2 separate regions of the Mus musculus genome follow, and region 2 is linked to region 1. Evidence: chromatin contacts called from public HiChIP or PLAC-seq data. All regions are on one chromosome and are shown on one strand. The core of a region is the stretch at or near the end of the contact, and the rest is flanking DNA. Distances in the headings are between cores, read along the strand shown.

Evidence for each region. HiChIP or PLAC-seq counts read pairs in DNA pulled down with a chosen protein or histone mark.
Region 2: an H3K4me3 HiChIP or PLAC-seq map of embryonic stem cells shows a contact between it and region 1, with 26 read pairs. The contact joins two enhancer-like sites. A contact is called at or near these places in 3 of 484 Hi-C or Micro-C datasets (the AML12 cell line, embryonic heart and nephron progenitors), 5 of 115 datasets of contacts at active chromatin or transcription factors (embryonic stem cells, pancreatic cancer cells and stem cell-derived neural progenitor cells) and 1 of 9 other capture datasets (embryonic stem cells).

Annotation. Positions count from the first base shown.
Region 1 is chr2:20,522,509-20,528,936 of GRCm38.p6, forward strand. All of the region lies in intron 2 of Etl4 (enhancer trap locus 4), which reads left to right. Among named protein-coding and RNA genes, the nearest start is that of Gm17171, 190 kb to the left of the region's middle. Within about 2 kb of position 3,588, at least 70 of the 459 cell types and tissues checked have an H3K27ac peak or open chromatin away from gene starts, as enhancers often do. A contact at or near this core is called in embryonic stem cells and pancreatic cancer cells, where this site is marked.
Region 2 is chr2:20,748,579-20,755,187 of GRCm38.p6, forward strand. The region is part of intron 7 of Etl4 (enhancer trap locus 4); the gene reads left to right. Among named protein-coding and RNA genes, the nearest start is that of Arhgap21, 220 kb to the right of the region's middle. Within about 2 kb of position 4,908, at least 51 of the 459 cell types and tissues checked have an H3K27ac peak or open chromatin away from gene starts, as enhancers often do. A contact at or near this core is called in embryonic stem cells and pancreatic cancer cells, where this site is marked.

The DNA of each region.
Region 1 (6,428 bases), core at 2,338-4,837:
CCAGGCATCCGAGAACTTACAGGCTAGTGATTTTGGAAGGGGGAGATGGAAAAATCACAAAAGAAGGGCGAGAGTCCCAGTCAGAGTTTCAAGATCTGACTCTGGCTGACACATGCGTGCTTTGATGAGACATGCATGGCTCTTTGAGGATGAGCTGAGGAGGCAGCATCTTTCAGAACAACATCACCTGCAGTGCCACACGTTCAAATCTGCAACTCTGCTTTATATCTGCATTTGTCCATTCACGCTGTTACAACCCAAGGGTGCTGGTCCAGGACCATGTCTCACACATGTGCATCTAACATCCCATGACATGCTAGTCACATGGAGGGACACTTAACCAACCAGTCTTAATTAGACAGAAGGCTGACAAAGCTTCCTACCCTAGGGATTTTGGTTTATCTGTCAACTGTATAAGGAAACCCTGGGTGATCATGTAACTCATTGTTCAAACTCAGACGCCTTTGAGAATAAAAGAGAACTCTATAAATAATTTCACTGGGCAACAGTTGCAAGTCAGAACTGTTTGGAAAAGGTGGCATATGGTCATCTTGAGAATATCGGCAACAGTGATGATACTGTGGCTTGAACGCTTCCTGAACTTTCTGTCCCTAGTGCCTTTCAACTGGGATGACTGTGGATACATGCAATTATAATAAGAGAGGTATATAAATTATATATTTATGGGGCTAAATAATAAAGAAGCTTGTTTATATGTGTGTGTGTGTACTTTGATCATTTATTAAAGATGCAAAAGAATTGCATACTGAGATGAATATGCTTGTTTATCTTTATATAAGGATTTACATCTTGGCTGAATATTTGATACTGTAAGACGCAGGGCTTCTTTAATACTCTTCAGTGTTGATAGCTTGGTTTTATAATTGGGCTGAGAATATCACTCATATAAACACACAACACAAATGTCAAAAGTATGTTTATAGCCATTTCAGAAATTGCAGAAATTCCATCCCAGTTTCAAGCCAATATTTACTGACTGATTTTTTAAATGTATTTCAAGTCAGCATCTCGAACAGCACTTTTTAAAAATCAAACATTCTAAGATAATACATTTTGAAGATGCACTAATTTGATAGTTACACGATGAAGGATAACAGTAAGAAGCTATTTAAAGTTCTTGTTTTCCGTAATTAAACCATTCCTTCTCAATAAGAGCATAAAGCTTTGCATGCATAGAGAAAGCACTGAAATTCAAAACATAGTAATAGAATCCAAGTCTGTGTGTTTGAGGCAGTATTTGCTGGCAAGTTGTGGCATGGTGGCAGATGCCACTGAAGCATGCATGGTGTGTGTTCAGAATCAAGGCTCCTATGAAACAGCATCATGGGGGAGCACTGCCAGAAACAGCTCAGCCTTGTTTCAACCTGCGTTTTGTTTGCTTTGTTTTTAAGATGGAGTCTCATGTAGCCCAGGATGGCCTCACAGTTTTTATGTAGCTGCAGATGGCCTTGAACTCCTACTCCTAAGTGCTGGAATTATAGGCATGCACCACACGCCTGTTTTTACTTGTGTTGTTTGTTTACTTTTTATTTTATGTGTATGTGTGTGTGCCTGAGTCTAGGTACCACTTTCCCCACAGTGTGTGTGTGTCTGGTTCCTGTGGAGATAAAGGGGCGAGAGGAATCCCACTAGAGCCAGAGGTACAAGCATTTGTGAGCAGCCATGTGGGTGCTGGGAATCAAGCCCAGAGCCTTTGTGAGAGAAGCAAATGCTCTTAAGCCCCTAGCTATCTCTTCACTCTTCAGCCCCTGATTGTGTGTATGTGTATATATATATATATATATATATATATATATATATATATATATATATATATATATCATATATATCGATGATCATATATATATATATATGATTTTGAATTAAGGTTTCTTTGCTGCAGGTTTGGAAAGCCTTTACTGTTGCTAGTGCTTTCCCAGTTTCCTCACTTAGCTTTGCAACCCCTGTAGGTGCTCAGTGTGAAGAGCTGTAAGCATTTGGCAGAGTAGGCTTTCAATAATCATTGGGAAAATTTATTTGAGACAGGGCCTCATACAGCCCAGGCTGGGTTTGAAACTCGTGTAGCTAAGGCTGGATACTAACTCCTGATGTTCCTGCCTTCTGACAAGGGCTGGAATACAGGTGTGCATCATTATGTCTGGCTGTTGGTAGAATTTGAATCTGTGTCTTATTCTCTTTGGAGGCCATGGGCTCCTAGTATCATCCTTGGGTTGTTGTCCCCAACATGACCTCCTCTTCTGGCTTTTAAAGGTTTCTTGAAAGCTCTGTGGCGGGGATCCATCTACCTGATTGCCTCCTCTGGCAATGGGTGCCTCCATCTAGTGCTAGCCTACAAAATGACAGATGCTCAGTCTGTGCTCTGAAACAGCCTAGTCAGTTTCTACCTTCATATCTTCTTTCGCTCTTCAAAGCACTGACCTGGCGCTCAAATTATACATTAGTTGTTTGTTGACTGACTCTCTAACCATCAGGTAGATACTCCTATGCAGTCTATCTTGATCAGCACCCCACCACCTCCTATCCCTTTTAGTGTTTGGAGCAGGCCATTATTCAATATTTGTGCAAATGAATAGTTGACTCGGTCAATTAATTTGAATTAATACAACACAGGATGCTTCTCTAGATTACATGGAATGCTCTACCTATTGTATAAAGTCTGTACAAGGGATTGTTTTTATCCTTGACTTCATGTTTTAAGAAACGTATTTATGAATATGAATGTTTGCCTGCATGTATGTCTGTGTAGAGCATGCCTGCCTAGTACCCACAGAGGCCAGAATTGAACAAGGATCCCCTGGAACTGGAGTTATAGAGAATTGTGAGCTGACATTTGAGTGCTGGGAATTGAACTCCTGCTTTGGAGGAGCAGCCAGTGTTCTAAACTAGTGAGCTGTCTCTTCAGCTAACCACTATGAAGAAGTGAAGAGAGCCAGATGGTGGAGGAACCTTTAATACCAGCCCTCAGGAGGCAGGGGCAAGTGGATTGCTGAGACCAGCCTGGTCTACAGAGTTCCAGGACAGACAAGTGTGTGCATACACCACACACACACAGGAGTATGTGGACTACCTAATATATAGTAGGATATATATTTATATATTATATGTTATATATTATATATGTACTTATATATAAATATATATAATCAATAACTTATATGTTGTTGGTTATTTGAGACAAGATTTTGTGCTCTGTTACACAGTAGTCCCAGCTCTTATGGAATTCACTATGTAACCCAGGCTAGCTTTCAACTCCTATAGGAGAGAGCCCCTGGACTCCCTAATCTTGACCATGGGATAAATTCTCAGAAAAGTATAATTCAGTGGTAGAGTACATGTTTAGCATGTGTATGTACAAGACTTTGTGTTTATTTTTCACCCCCCCCCCCAAAATAAAATTAAAAGCAAATAAGATAAAAAATAAAATAAAATAAATATCCCAGGAAGTAACTGCACTACCGCCAGCTCCCAGTAGGTTGTGAAGTGCCCAAATGATGCCAAAGCCCAGATGCCTCTCTGTGTGGTCTGACTCAGCCAGAGTAATCAGAACATGGAGAGTCACAGGCACTACAGTCCAGCAGTTGCTGGTCTGCATAGCTTGCTGTGTGGACGGCTCCTTAGGGATGGCTTGGCTTTCTATAACCCTCTGCCTTTTTGAATTTGCCCTCCCAGATCCCTCTCTACTTTTCTTGTCCAGGATGTAGACACATCACAGCTGGAGTCCCCTGGGTCTCTGAAGAGTAGCTCTTTGGTGATCCTGCCCTCCTCCTGTTCTTCCTCCTTCTCCTCCCTCCCCCTCCTCCCCCCTCCCCCTCAATTGTGCTCCGGGGAGTGTTTAAGGGCTGATTTTCCATTCGAAGCTCTTGTTTGCTCTTTGCCCTGCTGGAAGTGGGCTCCCTGGAAGAGTTTGGGAGGGGCAGGAAGAGGAAACAGGGCTGCCTTTCAGCCTTGCCCAGGCCTTGTCTTTAGGCTACAACTTCTCTACTTTGTTAGACAAGGATTCCCAGAATAGCAAACAGCCAGACACACCCATATTTACATCTTAGCACCAGAGTTCTTTCCAAACAAGAAACAGAACTGCCATTCTGTTTGACAGCTTGAGAGTCCCTGCATGCACTTTTCTTCATACAGATAATGTGAAACTGGCCCACTTGGGTCTGACACCATAACTGTGGAATAGTGGCAAAATGGACCTTTGTCTGTTCCTTCTCTTGTTTATGCATGCCTCTCCTTGGGTTTTATGCTCACCTAAAAGGCTGAATTCTAGCTGGGTGTGGTGGCACACGCCTTTAATCCCAGCACTCGGGAGGCAGAGGCAGGCGGATTTCTGAGTTCGAGGCCTGGTCTACAGAATGAGTTCCAGGACAGCCAAGGCTATACAGAGAAACCCTGTCTGGAAAAAACAAAAAAACAAAAACAAAACAAAACAAAACAAAACAAAAAGGCTGAATTCTCCCCAGGTGACTCAAATGGCCCAAATGTCATTTCTCCTTCAGGTGTGGGGCTGGCAGCTGCCCAGAGCAGAGGAAAGGCCTAATCAACTGTGAAGAGTTTGTGGACAGGACTGGGTTACTGAGGTGCTGGTGCTGGGCTGGGGTGGAGGCAGATGGGACTAATGGAGTGGTGGATGAGCGCAAGCAATAAAGGCGAGCAGACAAAGATGGGCTCTGTGTGCTGGCTGGCCTGTGTCAGTCTCCCTTGTTAACTGCTGGTACCTTTCCATCCCTTTACTGTATGTCACATTCAGTTTTGTTAGACCACTGGAAACATTATTTTAAAATCCACAAGAACATAAACAAAGTAGAAAAACAGCATAAAATTGATGCGACCTTTCCCATGAAAAGCATGAAGGAAGGGTTGAGTTTAAAGTCCGATACATGGGATGACTGAAAGAATAATGAAGACTGTAGATTGACAGTGACATCCAAGACCCTACTTCTAGCGGGTTGCCCAGTTTACTTCAAGGAAGAACATGGGAGACTCCACAGTCCGCAGGTCTGCTTCAGTTATCTTGACCTGCTGTAACAATCCCTGGATGGAGCAGAGTGTGTCTTCCTCTTGCCTGACTGGTTACATGTGACCTTTTGTCCATATATATATAGCTGAAAGTAAATGTGTGTGTTTTATGACCATGTAAAGCAATAGCCTCTCCAGACTGTCAGACTTGCTCATTAATCTAGCTGTCCTGGATAATTTTTACATGGATTATTTTAATGTTGAAAGCAATCTTGAAAAGCCACAGGGTACTTCTATCATGCACATAGCAGTTTTGTCCAATGCAAAACACGTATACAACACACACGCGCACACACACACACACACGTGCACATATATGCACACATATACACGCACACACAAAAGATGAAGCTTTATGTTTTCTTGGCACATATGCTTATTAGCCTGAGATATGATCTGTTCTCAGTATTGTTTTTTGTGGTGCTGCTATGGCTCTGATCCAGAGCTTTGCACATCCTAGGCAAGATGTTGACCTCTAAGCTCTATCCCCAGCCACGTGTTTTGCTCTATGTAATAGACTCTGTGACTCCTGTATTATTAGGGATATTATGGATGATTTAAAAAAGGAAACTGTGATGAGAATTTGAATATTAGAGATTATTACTTAATAAAGATTATTATTACTAAATAAATAACATTATACTAATCTTTCAATATATTTTTAACCAAAACATCTGTTTTCTGACCCTTTAAGCTTACTGCTAAAACTAGAAAGAACTAAGAGTAACTAATTGGGCTGTTTCCTTCCCTTCCTTCATCAGTGTCTGATGGAGATGTTGTAATGAGCAAAGTAATGAGAAGTGGAGTACACAAGAAGAATTGTTCTCAGGACACACATTGAGCTTTGGAAGACTAGGACAAGGAAATAAGCCAGAGATGAAAATAGTCTCTATTCTTTGCTAGAAGGAGTCTGCACTGGGAGCTCTGTATGCAGGGGTTTCCAGGCAAAGGGAATCTAAGTGTTATGGTATTGGTTCCCTTGCTTTTAGGGAGATGTTTTACACCCAAAATCTGGACACCTGTTGTTGTATGTGTATGTGTGGTGGTGGCAGTGGGGTGCATATGTACCTGTAGAGGTCAGGGGACAATTTACAGGAGTTGATTTTCTTCTACTATGTAGATACTGGGTCTTGAATGCATGTCCTCGGGCTTGGAGGCAAGTGCCTTTACCCACTGAGCCTATTCTGCTTATTCTAAAAAGACGTGAGAACTGGGCATGATGGTGCACCAGCTCTTAGTTCTAGTACGTGGGAGGCTGATGCAGGAGGAACTCTGTGAGTTCAAGGCCAACCTGGTCAACAGAGCAAGCTGACATAGTGAGACCCCGTTTCAAAAACAAAACAAGACAAAGAAACAAGCAAAAGGCTGTGAGAGTTTTTCTTGATTCCTTGCAG
Region 2 (6,609 bases), core at 3,658-6,157, 230 kb after region 1:
CCCAAATAGCTGCAGGACATTAGAAATCAGAGAGGAGGATCCTTTCTTTTACAGGGATGCTAGGAGAGGACCATTGGCAACCAATTGAAGGACTTGATTCTGTAACAGCTCTGTTGACACAGGAAGGAAGTGCTAAACACTGAGTCATTTGATCTCCATTCTCACACTCAGTCTTGTGCCTCCTACTCAGGGAGTTGGCAGGTCTTTTCTTTTCTGAAGAGACTTCAGTAAATCTCTAATAAAGAACAGTGTATACAATGTAATTTGGCTGCTGGTAGTGTTCTCCTTCCGAAGAGCCCATGAATGTTTGGCATTCTTGTACCTGAGCTTCTAGAAAGATCATCTTGCATATTTTGGTGGCTTTGGAGACAACTCCTTCTGCTCGACTTAAAAAAGGTAAATGGGTTCAATCATCTATAAGAGATTGGTGAGGGAAACAGTGTAGGAGACAGTTAGGATACACACTTCTGCCTTCTCTTGCTTACAAAATTACTTCATTAAACAGAATCTTTATCCTTGGCCATGTCAGATAAAACAGCCCAGAAGAGCTGTGAAATTCGAGGGCATTTATGTTTTTGCTGTTTTCTATTTGTAGTTTGGGTCATATAATTGAAAGCATTTTTCTAGAAATAAAACTCAAAATTCCAAAGTACTCATTGCAGAGTCACTAATGGCCGTCCTTCCAAATGCATAACATAATCTTTCAAATAAAATATGGTTCTTCATGCTTGGTGAACTAGAGCTGAGAACCCATTTTAACATTGTTCTGCAGCCAAGCAGGTAAGTTTATCAGAGTAGTAGAGAGTCACACCAAGGAGCAAAGTTTATACAAAGAGAAACCACATGGTACCCTATTCATCGACACCCTTACCCTGGCCATTCTTGAAGAAGAACAAAGAAAACGTGTGTGTGTGTGTGTGTGTGTGTGTGTGTGTGTGTGCGCTCTCTCTCTCTCTCTCTCTCTCTCTCTCTCTCTCTCTCTCATCAAGAAGGAAGACTGCATGATAGCTGGTAGCTTGGGTCTGTTTCTGACAGCTTCCCATCACTCTCTCACTTTATAAAAACTAAGTGTTGCAGTGTTGGTAGCTTTGAGGGGCTGCTGCGTGCATTCCTGCTTTAGGAACTGATAGAATGAAAACTTAAATCTGACTTTGTGGCATTTCAAAGTGTTCATTTTGCTGGCAGCCTTTCGAAGTGTCTCTAAACAGTGCTTTCTCCTGCTAGAGCACACTGAACCATGTAGGGTTATTCTTTTACTCCCCCTTGGGTAGTCAAGGTGAGCCACCTCAGAAACTCTATACCCTGTGGTGCCCTCTGAGGACAACCAAGCTGTCTCTGAACATGGTCAAGTGCACACCCCACCCCTAAATTAGAAACCTCCATCGAGACACTATGTTCCCAGGGAAATATAGAGCTTTTTCTGAAACAGAGTAAGCCTGACAAATAGCTGTGTGGTGAGCATAAAATACAGGTTATGACATCATCACATCCGTTCTTCCATTTACAGATAAAGCAGTGTTGCAGTTTGCTTGTTTGGTTTGCTTTGGGGTATTCATTTCTAAAATATCTTTTTATATACCCAGGCTGGCCTCAAACTCTAGACCCCCTTGCCTCAGGCTTCCAGAAACTACCATGCCCATCTAACAGAGCATTATGATAGAGCTTGCTGGAACTCCCATTGGTGCAGGGTTTTGCTTACGGTGAGGACTTTAAAACCTGCCTGGGTTCAAACATTACTTCGAACACTTGTTGGCAGTGGGTTCATTGATGCATTGATGGAGTTAATGAGCCTTCGTTTGCCATTTCTTGCTTAGAGTGGAGAAAATAACAACTCCATACAAGTGTCTAAGAGTTCCTCCTTTGAGAAAATCCCTCTACAGAGAGAGAGAGAGAGAGAGAGAGAGAGAGAGAGAGAGAGAGAGAGAGAAAAGACTGACAGAGAGACAGAGAGGCAAAGACAAACATAGAAACAGCTGCCTGAAGATGCAGACAGACTTCTTTTTAGTATAATAGTAGACAACACCAAAAGGTATGATTGGGAGGGGTGAGAATAAAATCAAAAGATAGACTGGGGTGGGCATGAGTGTGTAAATGCAGAATGGAATTTGCTCACTCAAAGATTCAGATCAGAATATATAAAGTAACAAAGCCACTAGCAGGTCTGTTTCAGGAAAGTCTTCAAGATGGTGCATCCTGAAGATTGGGGACAGAAAGACAAGGCAGACTCTGGGCATTCTTTTAAGATCACCCTGGACCTGCACAGTCTAGGCAGAGCTCTTGATGGCAAAGGCCCCTCCGCAGGTGTAGTTGGTTTACCTGGATTACCATCTGTTTTGATGCTTGCTAGTGCCTGACTAACTGGGCCCTTGTCTGAATTGTTTTCCCATAGAACTGTAATTGTGGATCAATGGGTGTTTATTGAGGTCCTCTCTCACACACTTGGCTGTGAACTGGTTGCTTTGCCCTGACAAAGAGGAGCTTAGATGTGGTTCTCATACACAAGGACCATAAACTTTGAAGACAACCATAAAACATTCAGAGCTTAATATATACATCTGAGCTGTGCTCTGGTTAAGTGTGTCAGGTCTCTGGCCCCAAATGCTATACTCTTAACCCATCTGACAAGAACACCTACTGTGGCATTTTGGTTTGGTTTTGGTTTTGAGGATGCCTGGGAGATGTTTTCCTGTCTTCTTGAAAGTGACAGAGTCTCCTAGCAAAGCAGGGAACAGGGAAGACATGCCAAGCCCAGTGCCTCTCTGAGTCTTGAGCTGCTTGGGGGAAGATCTCTTCATGGTGTTTCAGAGTCCAGCTGGGAAGTTAGTACACATTTTTTTCCTTGAAAACAATGTGGAGCAAAAGGACTAATAATACACTTTAGGGTAAAGAGGCTTCTGTGGGCCAGCTGGAAATCCAACCACCATTTAGTCCAAGTCCTAAACAATGAAAGTACAAGTAAACTTTTCAATTACAACCCTACCATAATTGGTTGGGGGTGGGGGAGAATGCTTGTACATAATTAATTCCAAAGCAGTGATATAGACTGTAATTGCTAAGAATTCAGAAACAGGAGCACTTTCCTAAGTCAGGCCCATCTGGGAGCTCCGTGATAATCCTCCGATGCTCTGGGATTTATGGTCTGCACATAATGAAAGAAGAAGAAGAAGGCCAACTGGTGTTTATCCAAAACTGGCTATATTTCTACCATTACAGTACCTATAAAATGACATCATGAAAGGGTGTTTTGCCAGTCTGAGAAATCAAGTAGGTGCTTATATGTTGAATTATTACTACATTTCCCAGGAATATAACCTCATTGGTAAAGAATATTTGGTAGGTATGCAATAGACCACTAAGCTCATGCAACAGATGTCTAATAAATATTTTAGCCATCTATCAGATATATGAAGATAGTTCTCCCTATACTTACTCCAAAAATAACCTGTCCAAAATACCAGGGAATGGCCACTATAAAGTCTGAGCTACTTTAAACAAACCAGCTTCTCCAGAGAAACAGATGTTACCTGTCACTAGTTAGGTCCAATTAAAACACGACTGTCTCTCCAGAGGTGTTGTCAATCAGAAGCCTTGAGTCTGGCTCAAGGAAAATGGAGTCGCCCCAAGCAATTTAACATTCAGACAACTCTTTTTGGTTCCCAAGCAGAACCTCTCCAAAGAGAAGAATCAAGGCTTAGGGACAGATCCAGCCTCCAGGAAGCTGTAGAAATCAGTGTGATTGCCCTGGGCCTGAAAACAAGGCTCGTCTATGTAACTCAGGCTCTCGTGATGCCCACACCATGTCTTAGCTGGGTTAGGATTCATTGTCTCTCCAATTGATGGTCAAGTGGGTGACATTTATCCTTATTTAAACTCTAGGCCTTAGTTTTCATGAATGATGTGATTCAAAATAACAGCTAACTGTAAGCATCAATTCCTGCTTTCCAAAAGTGGTAGGTCTTTTTTATTTAAAAAAAAAAACAAAAACTAATATTACTTACTGTACTGCTGTGAAAGAAGTCATGCCCTCCTTGTCCACCCTCAGAGACAAAAGGGGTTTGGAGGCCACTTGTCCTGAAGCCTGACTTTACAGAAAATAAAAAGGAGAGACAGTCCAGAATGTGATAACTGGAGCCATTTGAATAAACTGGGGTCTCGACATGATGCTGCCTCTATGCTGTTTGTAATAAAGGTAATAGGGCCCTACTTCCTCTATCACCCACGAGCCACTAGAAAGGTGACAGGCAGTAAGAACATTAGGGCGGTATCAGATAAGAAATGTCTTCCTTCTTTATCTGAGTCGTTCTTTTTGGATTGGTTTGGTATGGTATCGTATGGTATGGTGTGGAGTGCTGACTAAAATCTCAAGAGTTTTGCCTACCACTGCCTCCTGAGTGCTGAGATTAAAGCCGTGTGCTACCACTACCACAACCCAGCTTTGAGTCATTTTATTTCTCTGGCCTTCATGCTAGAATTTTATAGATTAAGTAGGTAGGAGCCAGGCACAGGAGACACACGTGTAATTCCCAGAAGCTCAGGAGGCTGAGGCACGAAGATCAGGAGTTAACAACAATGCAGACAATGATGGGAAATCCTGTCAAAGAAAAGGCTGACTCCTATGAGGATGTTCCTCCACTCACCCACCCACTCCAGAAAAGGCTGGCATGGGGGACCTTGTTTTCTCAGGCACCCGAGGGCCTTTCCCCATAGTGCTGTCAGTTGCAGATAAATAATAATCTGTAGCAGGAGTGAACAACTATTTCTACCAGTTTGTACCTGTACTTAACAAAAGAAAAAAGAAATGCCATTTCAGAGCGTGAATATTGAAGTGCACCCTCAGGGAAGAGAAAGAAACTTCAAAATTGATTTTGTGTTGGCTCATTCTGGGGTGTGGTAGCTAGAGTCACCGCCTGGCAGAGCCAACAGGAAATGAAACGCTTTACCCTGGGCTGTGTGTCACCATAGCCAGAAAGCCATAGTCCCTGTATTCTGCAGTCAAACTAGTGATGTTTCCTAAGAACCCTTCCTTTGCTGATATTCAGTGTCTGCTGTAACATTAAGGGATCACCCATCATGGGTTCTGTGCAGTGCTAAGGAAATAAGTACAGACCCCATTTTGTGACTCAGAAAGTCCGGTAATCAAGAAAAGTCTCTTCGATATAAAATCAGAAAGCTATCACGTTATGCTGCCACCCAGATCCAGAAAACAACTAAGTCTCGTCACTTGACTTGGGGCTATTTTCAGGTCCCAACTAGTACAGTCTGCTCACAGAAAGTAAACTGTGAAGGAGATTAACTGCTGGGAGTGTTTCCCGACTGCATTTACTGTGCTGGGAAGAGCCTCATTGGGCTTCAGTACACCTTAGGAGCCCTGGCCTGGGTGTGTCTGAGCTTTGATCCACTTGCCTGAACTTGGCACACCCTTCTTTTCCCCTTTCAGTCAGGATCACTGAACCAGAATGGGAAGAATTATGAGTGCCAAATAAGTTCCTCCTAACTGCAACTCTAGGATCCCAATTTCTGCTGGATTTTAGACATGATCTTTCTAGGAGACCAAGGGCATCTCTGTTAACAATGGCAGAGTCTTTTGACTCTGTGACCTCTCAGTATTGAGACTTGAGATGTGTGTGTCTTTGCTATCTTTGTAACAAAATATCTAAGGCTAAGGGGAAGGGCCCATGGATCATGGGTTCAGAGATTCCAGTACATGTTCACTTAACCCTGTCACCTTGAGCCTGAGCTGTACTTTTATCAAAGTGACGTATGTATCAGAAGACGTCTTTGTAATTTATGGCAGCCAGGAAGCAAAGCAAGGCAAAATGAGCCAAGGTCACGTATTCCTGTCAAGAGCATACTCACCCACTTCCTAAAGCTCGCACTCCCCCAGTCCTACCACAGACTAGGAATGAATCCTTTACCACACCAGCCTTTGGGAGACATTGAAGATCCAAATGCTGGCAGACCTTTGGCATCCTCAGCCATGATCTCCACTGCATGTGTGCTGGCCCCTGGGTCTCAACTTAGCAGGGACTTACCTGCTTTGAAGACTGCATTTGTGGTTGCACCTGCATGGTGCTTTCAGGATGGTGTCTTAGTTGCTTAACTTGTCCCCAGTAGGGTAACTTTGAGCAGAAATGGAAAATGAATAGATTAGTTACTTGCAAGGCTTCAAGCATAGCAAGAGGACCTGGATTCTGGTGTTCTGTTGACTTCATCCCTTAACAGCATCTTTAGTTAATTAGGGAGTGTTTCCTCTCATACCGTAGAAACAGGGCGTGAACAAGCAAGGGCTTGAAACCTGTTCACTATCCAATTGTGAAAAATACCTTCAGTCCTTGTAAGAATAAGAGTTCAATTCTATCAGTGTTCTACCTGCAGGGACACTGATCTTGTGGAAGGCCCTGTGCGGATACAATGGACCCTCATGTTGGTAGTCCTCACAGCCTATGCTCACCAACCATTTCTCACTTTCTTCAAGGAGAGAGAGGGAGAGAGAGAGAGAGAGAGAGAGAGAGAGAGAGAGAGAGAGAGAGAATAATCTGAGTTGTAAAGATTTCCATTGCTGTAACTAAATGCCTGAGTTAAAACATCTTAAAAATCATAGTGATTTAT